Regions from separate parts of the Sus scrofa genome. Here regions 2, 3 and 4 are each linked to region 1. Evidence: chromatin contacts called from public promoter capture Hi-C data. All regions are on one chromosome and are shown on one strand. Each heading gives the region's core, a stretch centred on a gene start, on an enhancer-like site or on the middle of the called end of the contact. The rest is flanking DNA. Distances are from core to core; before and after follow the strand shown.

Evidence for each region. Promoter capture Hi-C pulls out the DNA fragments that hold promoters and counts their contacts.
Region 2: a contact with region 1 is called in a promoter capture Hi-C map of fetal skeletal muscle, with 10 times the contacts expected there. The contact joins the promoter of PKP2 here to the promoter of ALG10 in region 1. A contact is called at or near these places in 1 of 5 promoter capture datasets (fetal skeletal muscle) and 1 of 47 Hi-C or Micro-C datasets (liver).
Region 3: a promoter capture Hi-C map of fetal liver shows a contact between it and region 1, with 6 times the contacts expected there. The contact joins the promoter of DNM1L here to the promoter of ALG10 in region 1. A contact is called at or near these places in 2 of 5 promoter capture datasets (fetal liver and liver), 4 of 47 Hi-C or Micro-C datasets (embryonic fibroblasts, heart right ventricle, mesenteric adipose tissue and 1 more) and 2 of 2 datasets of contacts at active chromatin or transcription factors (alveolar macrophages and skeletal muscle).
Region 4: a promoter capture Hi-C map of fetal skeletal muscle shows a contact between it and region 1, with 12 times the contacts expected there. The contact joins the promoter of FGD4 here to the promoter of ALG10 in region 1. A contact is called at or near these places in 1 of 5 promoter capture datasets (fetal skeletal muscle) and 1 of 2 datasets of contacts at active chromatin or transcription factors (alveolar macrophages).

The regions. Positions count from the first base shown.
Region 1 is chr5:40,421,273-40,424,750 of Sscrofa11.1, forward strand. ALG10 (ALG10, alpha-1,2-glucosyltransferase) reads right to left here and starts at 1,744. Exons shown (of 3, transcript NM_001244234.1): 1 at 1,428-1,744; 2 at 36-233. The coding sequence starts at 1,610.
Region 2 is chr5:41,422,652-41,426,090 of Sscrofa11.1, forward strand. It overlaps PKP2 (plakophilin-2), which reads left to right and starts at 2,036. Exons shown (of 13, transcript XM_003126396.5): 1 at 2,036-2,481. The coding sequence starts at 2,259. It overlaps LOC106507506 (a long non-coding RNA gene), which reads right to left and starts at 1,878. Exons shown (of 3, transcript XR_002344052.1): 1 at 1,769-1,878.
Region 3 is chr5:41,634,263-41,637,531 of Sscrofa11.1, forward strand. DNM1L (dynamin-1-like protein) reads right to left here and starts at 1,796. Exons shown (of 19, transcript XM_021092060.1): 1 at 1,545-1,796. The coding sequence starts at 1,646.
Region 4 is chr5:41,877,863-41,881,402 of Sscrofa11.1, forward strand. FGD4 (FYVE, RhoGEF and PH domain-containing protein 4) reads right to left here and starts at 1,335. Exons shown (of 17, transcript XM_021092066.1): 1 at 723-1,335. The coding sequence starts at 999.

The DNA of each region.
Region 1 (3,478 bases), core at 494-2,993:
ACATCAGCTTGTAATTAATTACTCTGAAAACAAACCTTGTGTCTGGGTTGCACCTTGCGGAAAAGCAAATATAATAAATAGAAGTTGCCAACACTGAAGAGAAGATTAACAAATCTGAGCATTCCAATGGAGCAGACAACATGTTCTGACCATCCGAAGATCCAATTGGCCGGTTTGACCACTCCAACTGACAGCAGGTATAAGCCAGGTAATGTAGTAATCATGGGGTCCCACTTAAAAATAAAAAGCCAACAATGAAGCAAAACCCAAGAGGTGATAGTGATAGGACTGACACAAAGAGGTCATGCATTTGGGGAAGTTATCCTATGACATGGTTAAATAAGTCCGTGGCAATGGAGACAGCTCTGATAAGAAGTTTTACTATGTTTTGTCCCATACCTGTGTTGTTATTGTTAAAGTATCAGCAACCAGTAGACAACAACTTAACCTTAGTTTTTATTTTCTTATACCCACTCTTTAGAGGGTGATCTTTTTGGTGATTAAACTGCAAATGCTCTAGTTTTTAAAAGCATGGAAACACCAATGGAACTCTAATGCATTTGCAGTGAAAAGTCTTTAAAGAAATTCACTCAGAGGATCCACAACGACAGGTACAATGTAGTAGCCAGGAATTGTGCTAAACCCTCTGTATTTAATCCTGCAACAAGACTTATAGTAGACATTACTGTCATTTTCAGATAAGTAACCTGAAAATCAGAAAAGTTCCAAGCCACATGACTAGTAAATAACAGAACCAAGATTTAAAATTATGTTTTTCTCCAACTACAGACTATATTTCTAATCACTACTCTCTAACGCCTTTTACCAGAAGAGAAGGATAATGTCCACTTTATTTTTGTATCTATATTTATATACATATGTGGCTAAATACACATTTAAGTATGACGGCCTATCACTGATTTCCAATTTATCCAGTTAATAGAAGGTTGCTAAAACCAGCAAGGACGAAATTAATATAACCTGGCACTTCTTAGCGGCTGAAGGGCCACCCCCTCTACCCCACTTGCAAAATACAGTGAAGTGACTGACGGGTGAGCTAAAGTGAAGTTTTCTGACATTTCCTAGGTGCAATTCAGTGCCCCAAATCCCAGGATTGGCAAAAAAACGAAAAACAAAAACAAAAAACAGAATAGCTTTGGTCAGTTGCCTAGAAAAGGGGCAGTAACTCAGTTCCCATTAGTACATCTCCTAGAGCATTTTTTTCTTGGAAACAGAACTGCGTTTTTGTTTTTTTTTTCATTCATTTAGTAAATATTTCTCAGACCTCAGAAACCCGAACAAAAGATCACCGGGGTCCTTTTCCTGCTGTGAGCGGAGGGACCTAAGGTTAAGGGTGGGTGACTAGCGCTGGGACCGGGCCTGCTCTCACTAGCCATTCTAGGGTGCTGACAGGTCGGGGACCCCACCTGCGAGAGGGAGAAATGGCCCTCACAGTAGCGCTGCGCCTGCGGCAGGTGGAAGATCTCGTCCATGTAGGGTTCTCGCAGCGCCCGGCTGAAAGCGGAGAAGAGGAGGCAGGACACTAAAAAGGTACAGCTCAGGGCAGCCGAGAAGTAGTAACCCTCCAGCTGCGCCATTCCTGCCCCCATAGCCAAGAACCCAGTCCTGGTAGATCGGGGCGAGATGCTTGGGTCCGCAAAGTCAGGCTTGACACTCGGGCTCGAAACCGGCGCGCAAGGCGGGAATCGCCAGAGGGAACCGAGCACAGCCGGAAGGAAAGGAATGCCGGGAGAGCGCGGACCCCGAGCTTCCGGAAGGAAGGAGCGGGTCACTGTTTCCCGAGAGACGGGTTTAGATAACGGACCGAATTGTTGCGCTGTCAATCACGTTGCATAGGGCACACTGAGTGGTCAGCGCAGCCTGGAGGGGCAGACCTCGGGGGTCTGAAGGGTGCTGGAGCCGACTGCGTGGTGCTTGAAATGAAACCCTCCGTTTATTTTAAAGGTCTGGGTAGGCGTTTCCCCTGCGGTTCCCATTTCTTACCAGCAGGTGGCGACGTTTCCCCACATTTGCAATCCCTAAATGCTTAAAAATTTCACACCCCCGTCACCCCCGCGCACCCCACAGGCCCATGTTATTTCTCTCAAGTGATCTAAGTTACTAAAACGTTCCATTCCAAGGCATTTGATGTCACCAACTTTTGAGCGTGGAAGGGGAAGTGTTGGTTGTAGAAGCAAAGACTGAGACTTTGGAAGGTCCGGTGAGACAGACCCTTCACTGCCGAATAAACTTTACTAGGGGCTCTTTCAAAATGTTTGTACTCTCTAAGAGGATTTTTTTAAATCAGTATTCATCGTGCACTCTGATAGGCAGATCGCAATACTCTGCGGGACTTGGGAAAAGCGATTATTTTAGAAGTTGGCATAGTTTAGTTAAGGAAGGTTTCTCTGCCTGTAAGTTTGATTTTTGTTAACATCTCTGTTGCAGCGTTTTGTTTTTATTTTCCTACTAAATAATAAGCACGAACATCTTAATGGTTGGCACTGTGTATCATTTATATCTGTAGCCCCCAAAATGCCTTTCACATTTCAGACACTTAAATTTGAAGATTTTTAGTTTGTGTCGACTTGACTCAATTCCAGTATTGGGAAGTTGGAGGCCGGAGGTGAGAGAAAATATTTGAAGAATGCTGGGCGCGGGAGGGGGAGATAAATTAATTCTTGTGATTTTGCCTTGTTAGTCTCTGGCAATGTTTCATAGAAAAATAATCTCTTGGGTAACCTCAGTCACAATGTTTTTGATGGGAATACACAAGAAATAAGTCAGGGTGTGTTAGCTGCAAACCTTACGGTTTTCAGATCAGCTCTTTCTGTGGGTCAAAACTAATTCACCTTCTTCGATTTAAGTAACTTTCTCAAATTAAACTGACTGCTTCCCTATTCTGTCTCAGCGATTTCCTTATTAATGAGAGGGCCATGAGGTGAATAAGTGATGGGATAAGAACATGTATAAACCATTTGAATAAAATCCTGTCAGAATCCTACTTTGATGTGATGCTTAGCTATGTTTTCCCTATTCGTTCCCCATTTTATTATATAGTCCATGCTGTACTAATCTATTTGAGATCATGTTCAGACGATCTAGTCTTCAGGAGGTTGATATGATCTCCCAGTAACTGACCCCAGAACCCATGACTTGCTTAGTCATGATATGCACACTGTAGGGGTAGAAAAAAGTATATTTTTCTTCCACCATCCTAAGTTCTAAACTGGGACATTTGTAACATAAAAATGGATTAAGAAGAAAAAGCATACAAATTTATTTAGCATTAGTTTTATATGATAAGGAAGCCTTCATAAGGAAATTAAGACCTAAAGGAACAGTTAAACCTGAGCGTCATGAAAATCCTGGAAGTTATGGAAGGATACGATAGGCCAAAGATATGAGGTAAGTGTAGTAAACCGAAGGAAATTTAGCAAGGCCTTTTCATTCAGATTCCTCTGTGTCTGTTTGTCTT
Region 2 (3,439 bases), core at 786-3,285, 1.0 Mb after region 1:
GCTCAGTAATAGTCAATTACAACATCACACTTAAAATGAAAAAATCAACTTGAGAGGAAAAACGGAAATGGAGTTTTGGCTCAATCAAATAAATGAGAAAAATTCCTCTCCACTCTCCTGGTGAAGAATCTAGATGGAAGCAGAGCTGTCCTTGTAAGTTAGGACTCCCGCAGGCACACACAAAAAAGGAATCTACCAGCTGATCCTGCGGAACAGGTACTGAAATTCTCTTTCAAAGCCACTTTCTCAAGGCTGCCAGAGGGAGGGGGAAAGGAAGAAGAAGGGGGCAGGAATAGAGGGAGTTTGATGTTGGAATTCTCTACCATCACTTCTTTAGTTCACCTCTCTCTTTTTTTTTTTTTTTTTTGGTCTTTTGTCTTTTTTGTTGTTGTTGTTGCTATTTCTTGGGCCGCTCCCGCGGCATATGGAGGTTCCCAGGCTAGGGGTTGAATCGGAGCTGTAGCCACCGGCCTACGCCAGAGCCACAGCAACTCGGGATCCGAGCCGCGTCTGCAACCTACACCACAGCTCAGGGCAACACCAGATCGTTAACCCACTGAGCAAGGCCAGGGACCGAACCCGCAACCTCATGGTTCCTAGTCGGATTCGTTAACCACTGCGCCACGACGGGAACTCCTCATCTCTCTTTTCAATTGACTCTCAGCACCACGTTTGAGTTTTTACATCTGGCTATATAATTGAGTTCTTTACAAGGAATAATCTACCTCAAGACTGGTCCTGCTGTGATAGGAGGAATTGCTTCCAAGAACCACCATCCACATGGCTTCACTTAAGCCATGTGGCCAGCCAAGAGAGAGTGACAGAACTATCACCACTCCAGTTGTCCAGGCTTTTGGCCCCTTGATTGCCTCTTCATTCCCTGTAAGGCCTTATACCTGTGTAGTAAGCGTGTGTGTAAAGATAGAAGGGTATGTCACAGGAAAACGGGGAATGGGGGAGTTGTGTTCCCCAGCCACGTCGAACTTGAATAAATGGGGTTCCGTAAATACCGAGTGATTTGAAGGAAAGTGGACATACAACCCGAAGCAATCAAAGGGAAGGCTATCTTACTTAATACTGGGGATAGATGTTTTTCTTTCTGCCTCTCAGGTCCAAAGCGGGGAAGAAGGACCAGTGGCTTAGGTTGTAAACCTTAAGGTTAAGGACTCTTTCTGTTGAGCATAGCTCTCAGCAGTCAACTAAATGTGAAACGTTTAAATAGCAAGGTAAGTATACCTTATGGAAGATAAGACTGAAAGAGCTCCACCAGCAGGACCCCTACACAGAGCCTACCATAAAGAGGGCTTAATCAACTCTAGAAGGACTGTTAAAGTATCACCTACTGAAAGTGTGCTCTTTCCCAGCACCTCTTATTGGAGTTTCTCTATGTGGGTGTGATCCTAAGAGAGGAGTGGGTGAGAAAGAGAGTGTGCTGGGTACAATTTGTGTATATGCAAGAGAATACCGAAACTCTCAATGAGGAATAACATATGTTTCTAGGAGTGCATCTGTGCAAAAAAGACACGGTCCCCGAAATTGTGCTAAGGGGGATAAAAACCCTATTTTAAAAAGTTTTTATTTTACACATGTCATCTTTTTGTCATATTTCCTCCTACTGTCTTGTCCGCCTGATCAAACAGCCCTTTCCCACCTCAGGTCCATGAAACATTTCGAACAGTCTGACAGCCTGACAAACCAGACAGACTACTCACTCGGGGATCCCAGAGGCAAACCTCGGCCCGAGAGCAGAAGTGACTCCAGGGCGCACCTGCCTGGAGGTCGTCCTTCGTCCATCCAGCGGAAATTACAAGGATTCGTAGGGCAGGGCCGAGGCCCGGCAAGGCATTGAGAGCCAGTAGTAGCAGGCCGGACCCGCAGGATCCAAGGTGACCTGGAGAGTGTGCACGACCAGGGGCGGACTGAGCCCTCTCCCGCTTCCCTGCGGTGAGTTCATCTCGCCAGGTGTCGGCGCGCGCGGCCGGCCTGCCCCCCACTCCCCAGCCGAGTGCGCCTGCCCGGTTGGAGCCGCGCCCAGTTCCCGGGTGAAGGCCGGGCGCCTGGCGCCCCAGGCCGCGCTCCCGGGAGCTCTGGCCTCTCACCGGCGGGGAGGCGGGGCCGGAGGAGGGGCTGGGACGGTGGGGTTGGGCCGGCGGGATTGGGCCGGCGGGGCGGGGTTCGCGCCCAGTGCCCGGGACTCCGCAGCAGCTTCCCCTGCAGGTCTCCAGCAGGCGAGCGGCTCGGTCGCCCTCTCCAGCCCCATGGCAGCCCCTGGCTCCCCGGCTGAGTGCGGCTACATCCGGACGGTCCTGGGCCAGCAGATCCTGGGGCAGCTGGACAGCTCCAGCCTGGCCCTGCCCTCTGAGGCCAAGCTGAAGCTGGCAGGAAGCAGCGGTCGCAGCGGCCAGGCGGTCAAGAGCCTCCGGATCCAGGAGCAGGTGCAGCAGACCCTGGCCCGGAAGGGCCGCAATTTCGTGGGCAACGGTGAGTAAAGCCCTGCCGCCTTCTGCATCGCTCTCACCGTGCCTTTTACCCATTCCCTACTCCTTCCTCACCCTCAGTGCCCAGTTGCTTGGACTCCCTTCTTACTGAAGGTGCGAGACCTGGTGTTCTGCCCACCTGTTGCTCGCCAGCCCATTGTACGACCTGTCGCGCCTTCAGACTCAGACCAGCTTACTTGGGGAAAGCATTCTTCTTTTTTAAAAATAACCTCTTACTCACCCTTGTCATCTATGTCTATTAAATGCATATGTATGTATGGAAAGAATTCAGTCCAAGATTTTCACCCCTCCCTTAACCTGCTTCCCTAAGCCCTCCACCCCCACCCCGGGGACTTCATCTGTAGGCTCTGAGAGTCTGTAAACACTTTGAAATTCTGTGCAGAAATGTGGTATGTTCATTTTTCTGGAAGAAAGTGCCTCTAGCTTTTATTTAAAATTTTAAAGGATCTATGACCCCCATAAATATTTTTTAAAAAGAAAACCTGAAAGTACTGGTTTTCTGCAAGCTGTATATTGGGATTGTGGTGCCTCGCCCAGGTACCTGGGGGCACTCCACCCAGTGTACGGAGCGAGTGGTTGATCTAGGAAATGAAAAGATTGGGTAGGAGGCTTTGGGCTGGGGAACAATCACACCACCCCGCGGATGAGGAGGAGGAGAAGAAAGGGGACTTTGGCCCCGCCAGCAGCAGCCCCTCCCGCCTCGCTGCGCCCTACCAACGCACTTGTAAGCACAGCGCTGGTATCTCCAAAAAAATTAAGCTTGGAGGTGAACGAGTTTGAAAAAATAGTAGTCCTTATATTAGGTGTTTATTTTTTCATTTTAAAAGTATTATAAGTTTATTGTGGAAAAGAGAAGGGGAAAGAAATTGAACAATTAAATTGGGTTTTTTGTTATTTCCTGCAGTGTTGAACTGTTTCTCTGGGAAGTTAACCTGGGCAAT
Region 3 (3,269 bases), core at 546-3,045, 1.2 Mb after region 1:
TTTGATCCCTGGCCTTGCTCAGTGGGTTGAAGATCTAGCACTGCAAAGAGCTATGTTGTAGGCCGCAAACGCAGCTCAGATCTTGCATTGCTGTGGCATAGGCCAGCAACTGCAGCTCCAGTTCGACCCCTAGCCCAGGAACTTCCATATGCCATAGGAGAAGCCCAAAATAAATAAATAAAATAAAATAAGGAAAGTAAAGCAAAGTAAAATAAAATAAAATAAATACTATCTAGCAACGCATTCAAAGTATTTATGGAGCACCTACTACATACTCCAGACTGTTCCAGGCTAGGGATAGGAACAAAGTAATGAACAAAATATACTTAAAACATTTCTCATAATTAGGCTGATGATTCATTCTCTGGTCACTATAAACATTAACATCTTTATAATTTATAATAATTTATAAAGACTACAATGTGTAGGCAGGATTCAGCAGAATGTCAACGAAGTAAATTTGTTCCTGAAATAATTTCTACTATTTAACTACCTAAAAACCCCCCACACACAGCCACCTTACAAAGGATGGCTATGGTTTCCAAGGTTTCCAGTGTCTGGACATACCCCATTATATTTTGAACATTAAATTTCCTCTCAAAATATGTATACTGTATATTTTTAAATTGTAGCAAGATGTAGCGATGCACCTCCTAGAAAGAGAGGAAACTGTCCCCTTCCCAATAGAAAAATCATTAAAAAATGAAAGCACTTAATACAGTAAGCTCTTAAAATGCGTTTCCCCAATAAAAACGGCCTATAGTTGATTTCTCTTCAACCAAGAAAAGCAGGAGGCAGAGAAAATGAAACATACACTTCTCTGGCATTCTAGAAATAGCATTTATTTCCTCAACATTTCTGCATGTAAAAATGTGCTATCTATAAGAAAAACAACATCAAAAGACCAGAGAACCTTGATGCTCAATTTAGATGGAAGACAAAAACCACACAGCCTACGCAGAAAAACGGGATAACCCTTCCTAATACCCACAAACTCCAAGTACAAGTTGGTTTGGGTCTTTCTGTTTGTTTGTTTTTAACTGCTTCTGGAAACCTGAATTACACTGCAAGAAAACACTCAGGTGCCACACAAACGGCCTTCTCGGTCCGGGCCCCGCGGTTCCAAAACTGACTCCACAGCCCCTGAGGGAGGGAAATACCCCAACGCCCTGAAACCAAACCACAAGGGACTGCCAGGTCCCGCGTGCACAATGTGGCCTCGCGTGCCCCGCGCGTCCCCCAGGTGCCCTTGGAAGCAGCGGCCCGCGGGCGAAGCCGCGCCCGGTCCCCGCTGACTCCAGTTCCGCCTGCAGGTCCGTCCCTCCCCCATCCCGCCCCCGAGACCCGCGGGACCCGCCGCGCCGGCTCCGCCCCTCGCCTCCCGGCCAGGCCCTGGACTCCAAGCCCTGGGGCACTGCAGCCCCGGGTGCCCAGGCGCGGCGGCACAGGCCGCGAAGGCCAGCCTGGGAGCCAGCGCTGCCGCAGCCCCGTCCAGGCCCGTACCCCAGGTTCTGGCCTGGGCAGAGGCCGCCTTCGTCCCTCACCTGCGTTCCCACCACTACGATCTGAGGCAACTGGATGATGTCAGCGCCCACAGTGTTGAAGACGTCCTGCAGCTTGTTGATAACAGGAATTAGTGCCTCCATGACTCGGAAAACACGGGACCCCCGCCCGGCCGGCCGCGGCAATGAATGGGGCCGGGGCCCAGAGTCCTCCTTCCTCCTCTCCTCCGCCCTCTCCTCCGGAGCCGGCACCCATTGGACCCCGCCCGCCAGCTACCTGCCCCCTCCCGACAGACAATGCGCCAAGGGGGCGGTGCAGAGAAACAAAGGCTGCCGGGAGTTGTAGTTCTATCACGGAGGACTGCTGGAGCCTACAACTTCCAGAACGCTGCGCGAAGCTGGAGGGACTTGAGCTGGGAGAGAAGGGCCCTTGGGGCCAGGATGCTTGGCTGACTTCTGTCAAAAGATTAGGGAGCTAGGCTCAGAGAGTCGGCAGGAAGAGATATATTTATGCCTGTCCTCGGAGCAAAATGGGTGTGAAAATTCCGGGCACGAATACGTACTAAGTATAGCTGAGTCTCTTGTTTATCCAGCACGTCTTTTCCTAATAAGGATGCTTTTTCGTGTGTGTGTGTGTGTGTGTGTGTGTGTGTGTGTGTGTGTGTGTGTGTGTGTGTGTGTGTGTTGGGGGGAGGGAGGATTTGAAAGGCTTAAAGAATAGCTCTTAGCCTCAGATACCCCAGACCAGGTTGGAACACAAGGATTCTCCAGGATATTTGTTGAAATGTATTCAGAAAGAATCTGAAAGTGTCAGAGTTTTAGAGGGGAAGGGCTGAGCTCTCATTCTCTATATTCTGTATAAATCTTTATTCACTGTGGCCTGATTCTTAGCAAAGTGGAGATCTGATACCTGCCTTACTGGCTGTTTGCTAAGTGTCTTCTGTTCTATTCCTAAATGTTTTTCTTGTAAAACAGGTATCTCTCATTTATTGTAAACCTTTGAAGTTTCCTCTCTCAAAAAAAAAAAAAAAAAGGTGACATCGGAGCAAAGACCCAAGGTAGGTGAGGAGAAAGACTACTTGCCCACTTCATTTTTCTACATAGCATGTATCCCCATCTAACATGCTACATATGCTACATACTGACCTTGTTTACTATCTCTCTCCTCTAGATTATTAGCTCCTAAAGACCAAGGACTTTTGACTGTTTAATTCACTGATACATCCGTAGCCCCTGGAAGGTGACAAACAGGATATTCCCAATCGTAGTACCCTCTTAGTTTACAGTCTAATAGAGGGTGATGCCATTATAGACAAATAGGTTAAGTGCTTTAACTGGGTATTATGAAATACTTTTTCTAGCCCGAAGGGGAAGTGAAAGTTCATGCAAGACTTCCTAAAAGTCACTAGATATAATCTCCTTTAGAGCAAGGACCACCTCCAGTAGTGGAAGTTGTGCTTCAGTGGTTAATAGAACTTTAGGTACCCCTAACCTGCACAGCCATACACGGTAGCCCCGGGGAAGGGCATGCTTGATTTGTTCAGCAGGACACATGGTACTTAATAAATACTTTGAACAAATGAATTAAATATCATCTAAGCGAAGACCTAAAGGTCCACTAGTGGTGTTTCTGGCATCAAGTCTCAGGAACATTTCTTCTAATTCTTTTTTTGTTGTTGTTTTTGCTTTTTAGAGCCACACCCGCAGCATATGGATGTTCTCAGGCTAGGGGTCTAATCAGAGCTGTAGCCAACAGCCTACGGCACA
Region 4 (3,540 bases), core at 85-2,584, 1.5 Mb after region 1:
GCACAAAAAGTGGGGGGAGATTTGAAGAAGTCTTGCAAATTAAGAAAAAAAACCCTAATGTGTTCTACATAGCTTCAAGCCTGCCTGGGGAGAACCGAATGCCTTTAAAGAGCAAAGGTGAAGGTGTGGGCTTGAACAGATCATTTTGAGGATTTTTTTCTAAGACAAGGATTTGATAAGAATTCAGAACTCAAAACACCAAATTACTGATAGCTTAATTTATCAATACAAAAACAGCAATAAAAATCCTATTTCTTGATAGTAGGAATATGTTTTCTTAAGAGAGACTTGCAGCTTTTCACACTCAACAGTCTTTTTCCAAAGGGAAAAACGGAGCCCTCAAGATACATGGTCCAAGGTCAGTCTACAGCCAGGGTGCCTGACCAGAACCAGCACCCGCTTCCTGCATTCACTGTGCTAGTCCTTCACGAGGTCTGCCGAAAGCAACTTAGCGGAAAAAAAACGAACTTCAGTACCTAGAAAATGGGCCTTATTAATTCCTAACCAAACTTTTAAAATGAGTTATCCTTCGCTTCCGGAATTCCCTGGTAAGTGACCTCCAGGACAGGTAAGTTCAGCCCCCAGCGCGCTGCCGCCCAAGGACCTTTGGGGGAAGGGACAAAAGAGATCATGGGTTGGACCGCCTGAATGCCTGCCGGGCGCTCGGCAGTCCCTCACCTGCGACGACGCCCCGCTCACCCCTCACCTCCAGAGACATTTACCTGGAGAGTCTGCGGGGGCCTGGCCCCTGAAGGTGGCCGTCTCGGCCCATCCCAAGTGCGACGAGGGCCGACTCCAGGGCCGGGGGGTCCCGAGAGGCAGGTAGGAGAGGTTTGACTTTCGCCGGATCGCCACCCGCCTGAAGTTGTAGTCGCCCTCGCCGCTCATCTGGCCGCGCTCGCTTACGACTCGGCGCCCTCCCACGCCCAAGTCGGGCCGCGAGCGCGAACTCAGCGGACTGCCGAGGGGCGACCGGACCCCGGGGGGCGTCGCCTGCATGCCAAGGCGTGGCGCCACTCCACAGGGGCGACTTCGGGGCTGCTCCGCGCCGGCGCCGCCCTGCTTCGTCGTCTCCTTGGCAAGAGCTTCCTTATCCCTTCCTTCTCGGGAAGCCCAGGGCCGCGAGGAGAGTTTGGCTCCGACTCCCTGTGCGGCAGCCGCCACGCCCGGGTCTCTGCGGCTAGCGCTCTCACCTGACGCCGCCACTGCAGCGGCCGGCCCGGCTGCCTCCACCCCCTGCTCTCTGGACCAATCGTCGGCCGGCCCCCGAGGGCGGGTGGTGGAGAGCGCCCAGAGTTGTGCCAGTGGACGCCGCTACCGCCTCCTCGTCCGGCCCGGGCAGCGGCCCAGGACTCGCAGTGCCACCGGGAGCGTCCGGGCAGCTCCGCCCCGTCCTTCCCTGCCCCCTCTCCCTCCCTCCACTCCCCCTCCCTGCCTCCGGATCTCCTCCGCTCCGCTCGCCCAGGCTTGCCCACCAGCTGATGGGTGCCGCAAAGGCCCTCACCTGCGAGCGCACACCTGGGGTGCGCCCAGGATCAGCCGCGCTTACTTGGGGGACTTTGGCTGGACTCGGAAAGAAAGAAGAGATAATCACAGCTACTCTGGACTCCTTACAGGTCCTGCAATTCTCGCAGACCCACACGGCGAGGGTCACACGTGTGTCTCAAGTGGCTGCTGAGCCCTTGATAATGATCTTATTTATGTCGTAGAGCTACCCAGTGAGATAAGTATTTCAGATAAGAAAACCAAAGTGCGGAACCTACAGAGGGTCACAGAGCGCTGTAAAGCTAGACTGTTGCCCAAGGCTCTGCCCCAAAGCCTGTACTTATCTACTGAACCAAAAAAAATTTCCCAGGAGCATCCAGCCAGAGAATGATGAAGAGGTGCTTGGAAGTACAAGAGAAAATTGGAGCTAACCATCCACAGGTTTCGGTAAAAGCATCAGACCCTTCATCATCGCGAACACTTTCAGAACTGTATTAGTAATGCACTTTAGAGTCCTTGTCATTTGTTGCGTCATGTTTTTAAAACATAAGCTAAATATCAAGTCAAAGAAACTACATTTTAAGTTGTTTTTTTTGTTTTTTTGTTTTTTTTGGTTTTTTTTTTTTTTTTTGGAGTTCTCTAGTGGCTCAGAGGGTTAAGGGTCAGGCCTTGTCACTGCTGTGGCTCGCATCTCTGCTGTTGGATATTGTCCCCTGGCCCAGGAACTTCCACATGCCTCAGGGCTTGTTGGGGGCGGGTGGGGAGAAAAGAGGGGGAAGGGAAGGGAAGAGAAGAAATTGGTTTGCTTTCCTACATTTTAAAATTAACTACACTCTCTAATAATGAAAAGTGTTCCTAAACCACAGAGATAGGTGTGGAAAGAGCAGCATTCCAAGTATCCCAGCGCGATCAGAAAGTTCTCCAGCTATTACCCCCACATTAGAGGCCACCTCACATTTATTTAGATGGGCTGACCTTCACCCAGGTAAACGTCTTGTCCAGCTTCCTGAAGTGTGTCCCATAACCCAGTCCTCCTCCAGAAACCTTTTAAGAGGCAGTTCAACTTTCTAAGTCTCCTTAGCTGTTTCTCCAATATATATACCCCTTAGGAGAAGGAACTATGCACCCCTACTTTTTTAATACCTCCATTCAGACCTTGTTAAAAGAAGCTTTTCCTCACTTCAGATTTATTATCCCTGTATTACTGCATTGTACCTAATTATTGTTTCTCTTTTCTCTGCAGTTGTGGTATTATCTACTGTGCTAGATATTATCAGAAATGATTTCAACAAGTAATTTCAAATGTAAATTAATAATGAAAGTAGTTTTACCTCCATATGCATGTTAACTACAATTTATTATTTAAAATTTAAATACACAGATTTTTAACATAGTGTATTTGGTTCAATAAAAAGCTACTGTTGGAATTCTCTGGTGGCTCAACAGTTTAAACATTTTCACTGCTGTGGCACCGGTTCGATCCCTGACCCAGGAACTTTCACATGCCACTGGTGTGGCCAAAAAAATTTTAAAAAGAAATATGGGGAGTTCCCCTCATGGCTCAGTGGTTAGCAAATCCGACTACGAACCATGAGGTTTCAGGTTCAATCCCTGGCCTCGCTCAGCGGGTTAAGGATCCAGCGTTGCCGTGAGCTGTGGTGTAGGTCGCAGACACAGCTACCAAGATGCTGCCCATTCTGTTGCACCACAGAAGGTATTCCTTTATATAGTATTTTATTTGCTTATATAGCTTATAGAAAACAGTAGTAATTCATTAACACGTGTTGAATGAGAACTGTGCTGGGTCCTGAAATACAAAGAAGCATGCAATACACAGGCACTTTTATGCCATGTCTCTATGACTGAGACAATGTTGAATGCTGACCAAATCATGTATCATTTTCCTTAGGCACAAAAGGAAACTGATTTAAACCTTCTCTTGCAGTTAGATGGAGCCATGTAACTGAGTTCTTCAAAGTTTTGTGGGCAGAAGTAATATATGTCACTTCCAGGCCTGGCTTCTGCACCCTGGCTGTGAAATTCTACTTCTCTTCT